Linked DNA regions of Pan troglodytes: region 1 is linked to region 2. The links are chromatin contacts, called in public HiChIP or PLAC-seq maps. All regions are on one chromosome and are shown on one strand. The core of a region is the stretch at or near the end of the contact, and the rest is flanking DNA. Distances in the headings are between cores, read along the strand shown. Region 1 holds the start of TRIM14 (tripartite motif containing 14). Region 2 holds the start of TBC1D2 (TBC1 domain family member 2).

Region 1 (6,179 bases), core at 297-2,796, 130 kb after region 2:
CAAGAGACTGGGAATGATTAGAAGTGAAATTGGTCCCTCCTTACCAAGGAGGGGCAGATGATCTCCATTGCACAGGGCGATTAGATTCTGGAGCTGAGGTGGGGACTGCAGGAGGCCACCTAGTCTGGTAGGTTTCAACCCAAGCTGTGTACATTAGAATTCCCTTGGGAGCGTGCAGGAAATACAGATGCCCAGGCCACATTCCAGACCAACTGAAGCTGAATCTCCAGAGTAGGGCCTGTATGTTCATATAAGCTCCACAGGTGATCTGCAGTACAGTGAAGATGGAAGACTGCATGTGTACCTATTTGCAATAAAGATGAAGAGGACAGCAAGCTCCAGACAGGAGCTGGGACTCAACCCAGATCTCTTAAGTCCTGCCTGGTGGCTCCTTAAAAGCCCAGAAGTGTTGTCCCAAGCCCTCCCTCAACATCTCTGGGAACCGCAGCTGCAGCACGATGGGGGTTCAGTGCCCCTGTTTGCCCCTTACCCAGCTGTGGTTTATTCTGCTTGTATGTCTGCACAGGCCAGATGCTCGTGTTCCTTGTCTTATTCTCCATTTACTCAGTCACTGGGGCTCACTCCCGTCTGATGCACTAGCCAAGATTGCCTTAGTGTGCTCCAGAACAGAAGGCCAAATCCCAGGCATTGTCAGGGCAGCAGAGCTCTACAGGATAGGCTTACCTTTCCCACCTGTGTGGCTAGCACTTCACAGTTTACAAATTCCTCCCACCTCCACTCAGTGACACATGCTGTTCTAACACAGGTCAGGCAGGCATTACAGTCCCCATGTTCAGAATCAAAGACCTAGCCTCAGAGAAGTGAAGAAACATCATGCCAAGGTCACTGACTGCCAAGCGGTAGAGGTGGGGTTGCATCCAGAGAGCTTCCCGGTATGCCTCTGCACAACGCCATTCCTTGGCCAGCTCCCTCCACCCCAAGGGACCCAGACTGCACACTTAACAAACAGGACACAGGTGTCTTTGAACAAACTTTTTTTTATTATTATTTTTACATCTAGAATAAATTATTTAAATTATTTCACAGCAAGGGAGAGGGATAGGTAATTTTTATCAGATATTTTTTTAAACCATCTGTTTTTTAAATTACATTTTTGATTATGTTCTTGAGCTGATGTAGTAGAACTTGCCTAGCACATTCAGGTCCCAGCCAGTTGGCAGAGCATGCTCTCATCTCCTTATTCCATACCCTGGGCGTCCCCTTTCTGTTGACTCAGGAACTTTCTGAGAATGAGGACAGCACTAGGAGATGATCTTTGGCAGGTATCCACCTTAACGCTACAATAATTGTGCTTCCTGAAACAAAACTTGAGATTGTATCATAGAAGGAAACAGGAAGTCAGAAATCAAATCTATGCTTTTAATTGAAACCGTGCCTGAAACAGTTTGAATGATTGTTTTAATGTTGTTTCTGAAATTCCTTGTACCTTTGTGAAAAATAATGATAATAAATAAAAGTGAAAATAAATAGATGTGGAATGTGCAATGGAAATAATGTAACAAAATAATAAACATCTGGCCATTTTACTACAAGGAGCTTTCCTTTTCTTGATTTGTTCCACAAATACCAATTAACTATCTACTGTTGGAGTCAGACACCAAGCTGGAAAACAGGCAGAACAGACAGTCTTTGCCCCCTCCAGTTTTCAGTCATGGCTGCGTGAATGGGGAGGGCCAGGATAGGGAAAGCATAGGCTGTTCTGGAAGGAGAAGGAGGGAAGGCTTCCTGGAGGAAAAGATAGTAAGGTAGAAACCTGCAGAATAAGTTGGAATACTCAGGGCAAAGGGCATTTGGGAAGAAGAATGTTCTAAGCAGGGTAAACTGCACGTCCCCCAGTCTTGAAAAAGCACAGGGTGGAGCATAGGCAGGGCGGAGACCAAGGATCTTAAGAAAGAGCTGAGGGCTTTATAAGTGGAAGTCGAGACTTGAGCCTGGGGGGCAACTGGAATTTGGGGTGGCGGTGTGTGTGTGAAAGTTGTCAGTACCAAAACAGAGTCACTTACGTCAAAACCAAACTAAATGGTGCTCCTGTAGTCCCAGCTACTCCAGAGAATGAGGTGGGAAGATCACTTGAGCCCAGGAGTTAGAGGCTGCAGTGAGCTATGATCGCACTATTGCACTCCAGCCTGGGCAACAGAGCCAGACCCTGTCTCAAACAAACTAAATGGTGCTGGGAGGCCATGAAGTGGGGGGCCCTCATCAACGATTTGCCTGGTAACAGGAACTATTATTGCAAAAGATTCCACCAAACTGCAACCTTGCACAAAGAACCACAACCTTGCACAAAAGCCATGATATGAGGACATCTGCCCAGCAACTGCCTGTTCAACTTTTGGACTGAAGCCACCTGTATTAATTCTTGTAACCAAGTATTATTATTTTAAAACGATCTGGCCGGGCGCGGTGGATCACGCCTATAATCCCAGCACTTTGGGAGGCCGAGGCGGGCAGATCACGGGGTCAGGAGATCGAGACCATCCTGGCTAAAACGGTGAAACCCCTTTTCTACTAAAAATACAAAAAATTAGCCGGGCGTGGTGGCGGGCGCCTGTAGTTCCAGCTACTCGGGAGGCTGAAGCAGGAGAATGGCGTGAACCCGGGAGGCGGAGCTTGCAGTGAGCAGAGATGGCGCCACTGCACTCCAGCCTGGGCGACAGACCGAGACTCCGTCTCCAAAAAAAAAAAAAAAAACACCAATATATGCAATCCTCCTCGTTTTGCCTTTAAAAGCCTCTGCTTTCCTTTGCCTCCCTGAGTACTCCGCGTCCCCACCCCTTGGGTGCCATGGCACATTTATTCCCGAATTGCAATCCTTCTGCTCAGTCCGAAATAAACTCAATTGGAGAATCTCTGTGTCCTTATTTGAGGTTGATAAAGGTATCTTACAGTTGTCGGAATGATTATCTTTCCCGGGAAAAGGGCAAGAGAGGATCAAGGGAAAGTGAGAGGAGCACCCCCGGAAGGTCACAGCCAACTTTGGTCCCATCATCAGGGCTGCAGTTTTCTGGGCGTTACTGGACCAGCGTCATTAAGCAGGAAGCCCACCCTCTCCTAGCTGGCTCATTAGGAGCTTCCCATTTCTGGTGGGGCCACCTCCCGGCCTGGGCGGGCAGACGGAGCACCCTGCTGGTCGGAGGATGCTCCGAGGCCCGACGCTGCTCCCGGCGGGCTGTCATCCTCCTAGCGGTCGGCCGGCCGGCCTGGAGCCGCCCCGCCCACGGCCGAGGTTTCGGTTTCCCTTGGGAGCCCCGCCCTGTGTCCCGGGGAGCCGGAGGTGGTGGAGATGAATGGCGGGCGCGGCGGCCGGGACCCGGACCCCTGGGAGGTCGGAGCTGGTCGAGAGATGCGGCTGGCGCTGCCCGGAGCATGGCGACCGCGTGGCTGAGCTCTTCTGTCGCCGCTGCCGCCGCTGCGTGTGCGCGCTTTGCCCGGTGCTGGGCGCGCACCGTGGCCACCCTGTGGGCCTGGCGCTGGAGGCAGCGGTGCACGTGCAGGTGGGGACGATGGGGACGGGGTTCGCCGCGCGGGAGTTGGGGGAGCCAGCCCAGGCATAACGGCCGAGGAGGGGGCGTGCCTGGCCGTGGCCAGTGGCGGGTTACAACCTGGAAACCAAAGGTGCCCCAGAGGGCGTCTAAGCGGTCGACCGAAAGTTCAGAGCGGGAGCCTGAGACCCAAGGAAGGGCAAAGGCGAGCCAAAGCCATCAGTTGAGCTTCAGAAAAGGTGGGCTTAGGAGTGAGAGGTTGGGAGCCCAGGCTGGTACCCAGATGTCCTTGACCGTGTCCACCATGGCCGATCCACCACACTGCCATTGAGCTGGAAGACAGTCTGCCTTTTAGTTAACAGAGGTACAAACTCTCCCTCTTAATAAACAGCCCTGTGTAGCTCAGAAAGCCACACAGACATCTCAGGTTTACTTAATCTGCAGTCCACAGAAAGGGCCTGTGAACTTTGAGCTGAGGACGGCCTGACTGCCCTGGGAGCAGCCTCAGCTGTCACTACCTACCTCCTCTCCCCTCCCCGGCCACACAGACACTCCCATTCCTGCTCATAGCAGCCCTGGGTGAGCCATTATTATTACAGCCATTTTATAGGCCACAAGAGGAAGGCTCTGGAGGCAGGGGCAGGTCTTGAACCCAGGACTCCATTAGCCAGATGCCCCCAACAGGGCCATTGTCACCATGGAACCCTCACCCATGCATAATCCTAACAGTGCCCAGGGGCTCTGGGCTCCTGCTCCAGCTTCCCAGCTGACTTTTTCTGTGGCTTCTCTCAAATCCTTCTCTCTCTCTGGGTTTCATGAAGCCTGGGTGAGGTAGGCCCTCATGTCTGACAGATGTTGATCCTACCACTTGTCTCCAAGAAGTCTTCTGTGATGAATTCAGCCCCATCGTGAGCCTTTCTCCGGTACTGCATGACTCCAGACCACCACACTGTGACAACCTTAGAACTCCAAGGTGAAAAGGGGATCATGGGGGACAATCCAGTGGAGTCGTGGGCTCAAGACCTGTCCCTGCCACCAGACCCTTCCTTTTTTTAACGTATGAAATGGCTGTAATTACAATAATGCCTCCTTGAAAAACTGTTATTCAGAATTAACAAGGCTGCTTTCCACAGATCTGGCTCAAGAGTCTCACCCATCCATTTGTCCATCCCCCTACCCACTACCTACTGTCAACTTGAAGTAATAAGATTCAGAAAATATGATTAAGTACAGAGTTTATCCAAGCCTAAAGCTTGAGGATGGCCAACTGGGACCATAGATTCGAATTTCTGTGACTATTCACTCTGATTAGCAGCAGTTACGTATAAGTTTTTAAGGAAAAAAGAAGAAGCAGTTCCTAAATTGTTTACCAAGAATTTACATTAAAATGACATAAGCAGTTGGGCACAGTGGCTCATGCCTGTAATCCCAGCACTTTGGGAGGCTGAGGCAGGAGGATCACATGAGGCCAAGAGTTTGAGGCCTGGCCAACATGGGGAAACCCTGTCTCTATTAAAAAATATGAAAATCAGCCAGGTGTGGTGGTACACATCTGTAATCCCAGCTACTCAGGAGGCTGAGGCATGAGAATCGCTTGAACCTGGGAGATGGAGGTTGCAATGAGCCGAGATCACGCCACTGCACTCCAGCCTGGATGACAGAGTGAGACTCTGTCTTAAATAAATAAATAAATAAATAAATAAATAAATAAATGAAAAAGAGAATCTCTATGGCAGAACAACACCAAACCTATTCCACTGGGGAGTCAACTAAAAACATCATGAAGAAAATCCCAAGCCTTCTTTAAAAGCCAGGAATTGGCTTCTAAAACTTTTTCTACAACCTTCCTTGTAGCCAGGAAATAATTCAGGATTTAGTCCAAATTGCAGGAAAATAAAAACTAAAAAACAATGGCCAGGGCTGGAATCTAATAACAGGAATAACAGGTGTGCATAACAGGTGTGCTAAGATTTTCTTCTGAAACATAATTTTTCTCTCTCTAGTTCCCTGTTTTTACCAAAAATGAGTCTTGATAGGACAAATTTACTTGCAAAGTAAGTTTTAATATTACACTTGGCCTGATAATTTGCATTATTGGAACTTTCATAAGGAATTTTGGATTTGACTTTTTTTTTTTTTTTGAGACACAGGGTCTCACTCTGTCACCCAGACTAGAGTGCAATGGCATGATCGTGGCTCACTGCAACCTCCACCTCCCAGGCTCAAGCAATCCTCCTACCTCGGCCTCCCAAGTAGCTGGGACTATAGGCATGCACCACCACACCTGGCTAATTTTTTTTTTGTATTTTTTTTGTAGAGACGGGGTTTCACCATGTTGTCCAGGCTGGTCTAGAATTCCTGGGCTCAAGTGATCCTCTTGCCTCAGCCTCCCAAAGTGCTGGGATTATAGGCGTGAGACACCACGCCTGGCCTGGATTTGACTTTTAAAAGCCTCACAGCTAAAAAGCCAAACCAAGGATTCACCATCAGACTATGCCTGTGATACCCATACACATTGGGTGAATTCTTCTCTTCTCAAGGTCCCAAAATATCTTGAGGTTCCTAGACCTGTCGGAAAGTGACATTCTTTTCTTACCACAAGGTCGGGAACCTTGTAAGGGAACTGTGTAGACAAGGACCAAGCTAGTCCAGTCTTTCCAAGGATTTTTTTTTTTT
Region 2 (6,302 bases), core at 986-3,485:
CTGGCCAACATGGTGAAACCCCACCTCTACTGAAAATACAAAAATTAGCTGAGCATAGTGCCCTGCCTGTGGTCCCAGCTACTAGGGAGGCTGAGGCAGGAGAATAGCTTAAACCCAGGAGGCAGAGGTTGCAGTGAGCCGATATCGCTCCAGTGCACTCCAGCCTGGGTGACAGAGCAAGACTCTGTCTCAAAAAAAAAAAAAAAAAAAAGCCTATCGGGAGTTTGATTGAAAATGTATTAACTGTATGGATTAATTTGAGGAATGTGACATCTTTACAATATTAACTCTTCCCACTCAGGGACATATTTGTTTTGTCTTATATCCTACTATAAAGCAATGAGGTATTCATTATGTAAGTCATTTATGTAAGGGATGTTGTCCATTATATTTTCCATTTGTTTGCTGCTGGAGACATCTATACACATATGCACAGTTTTTAAAAACAGGCCACCACTTGAGTTTTTCTGGTATATGTAATATATTTATAATTATAATTATTCTTTCAAATATTTATCATTGCCTAGCTACAAAACCTAGAACAAATAAGGTATGCTGTTTGTTTTATTAAGAGGTTTTAAAAATCAGGAATGGGGCCAGGCACTGTGGCTCATGACTGTAATCCCAGCACTTTGGGAGGCCGAGGCCGGTGGATCACAGGGTCAGGAGATCCAGACCATCCTAGCCAACATGGTGAAACCCCGTCTCTACTAAAAATACAAAAATTAGCTGGGTATGGTGACGCGTGTATGTAATCCCAGCTACTCGGGAAGCTGAGGCAGGAGAATGGGGATTGGAGAGCATGCCACTGCACTCCAGCTTGGGCGACAGAGCGAGACTCTGTATCAAAAAAAAAAAAATTAAAAAAAAAGAAAAGAAAAGAAACTGGCTGGGTGCGGTGGCAGGAGAATCGCTTGAATCCGGGAGGCGGAGGTCACTGTGAGCCGAGATCGCGCCATTGCACTCCAGCCTGCGCAACAAGAGCGAAACTCTGTCTCGAAAAGAAAAGAAATATTTTGTCCCACGTTCTGTACTAAGAGCTTCACACATATTATTTTATTTAATTATCAAAACAACTCTAAGGGTAGACAGGTGTAGATCCAGGTTTTGTGGGGACTGGAATTAAACAGCATTAAGGGCCTTCTGATTTTAAAAAAATTACAAAATTATGAACACAAAATTAGGTATTACGATGGTTATTTAGAATGAGAAAATAAATTGTAAATTATAACAAATGAAGAGCTCTCTGGCATTTAGGAGAAATGCTCCCTGGTTGCAACTCCCCACCTGTTAAGACTACAAATCCCAGCGACCCATGCAAGTGAACATAAATTTCATTAGCTTCACTGTAAAGTTGTCTGGCGGCGGGTCGGGGGTGGGTGGGAAGAAGTGTTATCTCCATTTTTAGGTTGAGTAAATCACTCAGTATTGCAGAGTGGGAATCTGAAAATTATGCAAATAGACTCTAGAGCCCTCGCCTTTACCCCCACCCTGCTTCTTGTCAATATCACTGAGTGTGCATGAGGGTCTCGTTAACGATGGCTGAGGGGGAGACGATGAAGTAAAGGAAGGGCTGAACAAAGGGCAAGAGAAAGGCGGAAAGAAGCTCCTAAAGAAAGCTGGACGGAATTGGGCTCCGCAACGCTAATGGAGAAATGCGCCTTAGGAGGGAAGGGGAGAAATTTAAGGGGAAACAGGTAAAATGAGGCAGAAGTTGAGCAAGTTAGTCAAACCCTAAATTATTTATTTACAAAACAGCCTGGCGCGGTGGCTCTCGCCTGTAATTCCAGCACTTTAGGAGGCCGAGGCAGGAGAATCGCTTGAGGCCAGGAATTCAAGACCCCCCCTCTCAGCAAAAAACAATTTAAAAATTAGCCGGGTGTGGTGGTACGCAGTTGCGGTCTCAGCTACTCGGGAGACTGAGGCGGGAGGATGGCTTGAGACCGGGAGGCGGAGACTGCAGTGAGCTCTGATCGCGCCACTGCACTCCAGCCTGGGTGACAGAGCCAGACCGTCTCTAAAAATAATAATAGCAATAACAAAATAAAAATAAATGTACTGCACCCAACTATGCCCCAGGAGTGGCACTGGGTTTCCGCAGCGCAGCGGCCGCGCCTGGGCGCCCCAAGCAACACAACCAGCGCTGTCAGGAGGCGAATAGGAGCCAGGACAGAGAGCTGGGGAGGCCACCGCGGTCAGGCGAGGGATAAGAAGGCCGTCCGCGGCGTCATTGACGGGGCTGAAGGAACACCAGAAGAGTGGCAGACAGCTCCGGAGCCGCGCTGCCCGGGCGACGCCGGAAGATGGGCCTCCCAGCGGTCTTCCTTTCAGCCAATGGCCGCGAGATGCGCCGTCCGAGGGTGCCCCGCGCGGCAGAGGGAGGGAACAAGCAGCCCATCGGGTGCAAGAAAGCACTATCTTTCTAGGTGACTATGCGAACTACCAGGGAAGTGTAGCTAGGGACAGGCTTCTCTGCCCGCGGTTAACCTAACTCAGTGCCACCACGCCTTTAACCTGAAGCCAGGGAGCACGGCCGCCCTTAGTAAAGATGGCTGACTGGCGCGGAGAAAAAGCCGGAAGCAGCCGGGCCTTGCAGGGAGCCGACTGAGCGCTGCGGGGGCGTGGCCTGGCGGTGGAGGGGCGTGGCCAGCCGCCGTAACCTGGGTTTGCGGTCTTTGAGGCGCACGCACCGCACCCAGTCCCGACTCTGTGGCTTCCTGGGGGCGGGTTCGCCGTCGGCCCCGCCCCCGCCCAGGTGTCTCCCTTTGGGAAGGTGCCCGCCGAGTCTCCGAGATTTGTCCCTGGTGGTCCCGCAGACCCCTCGTCCCTCCGCAGTCTCCGGCTGGCGGCGATGGAGGGCGCTGGGGAGAACGCCCCGGAGTCCAGCTCCTCTGCCCCTGGGTCCGAAGAGTCTGCCAGGGATCCACAGGTGCCGCCTCCGGAGGAAGAATCGGGGGACTGCGCCCGGTCCCTGGAGGCGGTCCCCAAGAAACTCTGTGGGTATTTAAGTAAGTTCGGCGGCAAAGGGCCCATCCGGGGCTGGAAATCCCGCTGGTTCTTCTACGACGAAAGGAAATGTCAGCTGTATTACTCGCGGACCGCGCAGGATGCTAATCCCTTGGACAGCATCGACCTCTCCAGTGCAGTGTTTGACTGTAAGGCGGACGCTGAGGAGGGGATCTTCGAAATCAAGACTCCCAGCCGGGTTATTACCCTGAAGGTAAATTCCTGGAACGACTTTCTCCTTTCCAGCGGCGTGAGGTCCCCTTTTCGCAGGGCAAGGCTGGGCGCGAGTGTGAGGTGGACACAGTAAATTGACTGGAACTGTCGTCACCGACTGTTCCAAGAACTTTGTGCTTTGCAAAGTGCATTCCCATCCATTTCCTCATTGGGTTCCCACAAGGCAGGGAAGACAGACCCATTTTACAGATCAAGAAACTGAGTCAGAGGGAGATGAAAGGACTGGCTCGAGGTCCATGCGTCTAGAGAGTAGGGTAGCTTGGAATCCCATAGTCTTTCTACCTCTCAGTGCTGAATCAAAACTTTTACTTTTGGGTGTGCCTGACAGTGCAGTTACCTTAACTTTCTTACCTGGGACCTAAGTAAGTCAAAATATGGTCTTTGCAATCCTCTCTCAAGGCCAGGATTCTGATTCCCGTTTCTTGATGTTTTGGCCAAGGTCAGTGAATGCTGAGAAGAGACTGGCAGGGATTAGGAAAATAAACACTTAGGTTTCACTGATCAGCCTAGATTGTTCATCTAGGCATGCTTAAACCTGTTTTCCTATCAGCAGCAAGGGGTAGGTTTTATCATCATGTTTAACTGAGAAAGCCTAAAGCAGTAGAAAGGCCACGTTCTTTGAAATCAGACGGGCTTGGATTCAAATTGTACATTTGCTACTTACTAGCTGTGTGACCCTGGACAAGTTACTTAACCTCTCAGAACCTAGGTTGTTTGTAAGCATTTGACACATCACAGGCATGTACAAATTGTTGAATTAATTGCATCACCTAGAATACAGCCTGGTACCTAGTGGGGTACTTAATAATTTTTTGTTGCATAAGCACACATGCACACACAAGGTGATGGAACCAAGATCAGAGTGCTAATGTCAAGAGGAGGTGTCCCATAACTTAATTGGAAAGACAGATCTGGGCTAAGTGTTCTATGGGCATCAGAGAAGAATGTGCCAGGAGATAGCCTTCCCCACCCCATCCCCATCTTTCCACCCCTCCAACCCCACCTCCAGCTAAGTGGGTATCTGTGGATGACCACGTGTTCAGTTCTCCTTTACTGACTGGACTTGGCGGGTGACCAGGCTGGGGGACTTGGTTAAAATAATGAAACTCAGGAATCCCTGGCCAGGGAAGGCATTTTCGAGGTCATGTGGTTCCCGGGTCTATGTGTCTCTTCCACAGGTTGACTGCTGTATGCAGGGTCTTCAACACATGGTCTTTATAATAGTATTCCATTGTTCCTGGCTCTGCACTTGGCTCTGGGGTGTGGAGCTAATGCACCCCGACCCCTGGTTCTCTGACAGCTTAAAGTCTGATGGGAGAGACTGAGGGAGAACCTGCATGCACCCTAAAATGTTCTGTAGAGACATGTGATAAGTCTGTGCAAGAAGGTGTGGTGACAGGAGGAGTCAGTTCCACCAAGTGGAAGGGGCTAGCCAGAAAGGCATCTGGAGGAGGGACACACCCAAGGCTTGAAAGAAGAAATAGGTGGCAAGCAGACAAGAGGGAGAAAGGTATTCCAGGTCAAGAGAGCACCGTGAGCAAAAGTAGGAAACCATGATACAGCCCTGAGTGTCCAGGCAAATCACATGAGCCAGAAAAACAGAGGGGCCCAAAGGATGGAGTTGAAGAGCAGAGGCCCGAGGGTGGGGAATTGGCAAATTAGGCCAAGTAGCAAAAGCTCAGTCTGACTATTGGATAGAGAAGAAACTAGGGGAAGGGCAAGGCTGGTACTCAGGGAGCCCATCAGAAGGTGATCAGGAGAGAGTGACAGCTGAACTAGAGCTGTGGCTGTGGGGAAGGGGACAATGGAGGTGTCTCGGGATAGTAGGGAAGTAGAATGAGGGAGATGTCAGGAGTGGCTGGAGTAACTGGCTGACTGCCTGGTTGGGTCAGGCACTGACAGGAGGGAACTCAGGATGAGGAGCCCATGGAACATCCGGGTACATGTCCCCTGCAGGAGACTCTCAAGTTCCAAGGGGACAGGGACCATGTGTGTTGGCTCACCTCTGTATTCAGTGCCTAGCACTATCTCTGACACATATGTCAATGCTCAGTATACCCTTGTCAAATGAGTTAATAAAATGGGGTATTTGGGTTCGGCTGGAGCTCATCAGCATTAAGGTCATGGGGAAGACCTGGGAGGTGCTGCAGTCTCTCTCAGAGAGTGTATGGAAAGAGAACACTGGTGGGCATCATTTATCTTATTGATACCTGTGTGACAGCCTGAGGGTCACTTTCACAGACTCCCCCCTGCATAGTGCACACCAGTGAACCCCTGAGATAGGGAGTTTGCCTCTGTTGCCATGTAGCCCGCTGCTGTTCTCATGTGGCCTTGATTGCAGGCAGCTCTCTGAGAATCCCCATCCACTCCCGGTGAGCTGTTCATCTTCTGCAGTCCACCTCAGCTGATCTCAAGCCTTCTTTACGAAGCCACTAATCTCCTGGCCATAAAATCCAACTTCTAGACCAGGGTTCTGGGACTAGTTCTACCACCACATGCCTGGGCAACTTCAGAGGTTTAGTTTCTCCATCTGTACAAAGGGGTGCTCACTCCTGCCTTGCCTCCCTCCTGAAGAATCTAGGAGTTATTGGATGTGAAAGTGGATGTTTGGACCAACCGCCAGCCAGTGCTGGGAGACTAATGACCAGCATTTACCATGAACTTGTTTGGAGGGCCAGAGCACCTGGAAGGTGCCACCACGTTGTCACATGTGCATGTGGCTTTCCAGTCTCCATTCATATCCATGATTCCAGTGCATCCCCAAGGCAAGAAGGATTACTCCTATTCCACAAAAGGCAGCAAAGACTTGGAGATGTCACACAGAGATAGTGATGGTACCAGGACCCCACGCATATCAGAATTCAGTGCACCTCCCCCTCTCACAGCGCCTCCAAATTCCTCTATCCAGTGAGCACATTTTGAGCACCTACTGTGTGTCAGATACTGTGTGATACCCTTGTCTCATTTCATCCTCATCATTGTCCTATGCAATAAGACTTATTGTCACCAGAGTACAGATGAGGAAACTGAGGCCCAGAGCAGCTAAGGAACCGCTGAGTGGG

Evidence for each region. HiChIP or PLAC-seq counts read pairs in DNA pulled down with a chosen protein or histone mark.
Region 1: an H3K4me3 HiChIP or PLAC-seq map of stem cell-derived excitatory neurons shows a contact between it and region 2, with 2.4 times the contacts expected there. The contact joins the promoter of TRIM14 here to the promoter of TBC1D2 in region 2. A contact is called at or near these places in 1 of 7 Hi-C or Micro-C datasets (stem cell-derived neural progenitor cells) and 1 of 1 datasets of contacts at active chromatin or transcription factors (stem cell-derived excitatory neurons).

Annotation. Positions count from the first base shown.
Region 1 is chr11:40,392,880-40,399,058 of NHGRI_mPanTro3-v2.0_pri, forward strand. It overlaps TRIM14 (tripartite motif containing 14), which reads left to right and starts at 1,547. Exons shown (of 7, transcript XM_016961305.4): 1 at 1,547-3,515. The coding sequence starts at 3,309. It overlaps CORO2A (coronin 2A), which reads left to right. Exons shown (of 12, transcript XM_520144.8): 12 at 1-1,553.
Region 2 is chr11:40,257,325-40,263,626 of NHGRI_mPanTro3-v2.0_pri, forward strand. It overlaps TBC1D2 (TBC1 domain family member 2), which reads left to right and starts at 2,236. Exons shown (of 13, transcript XR_001720919.4): 1 at 2,236-3,220.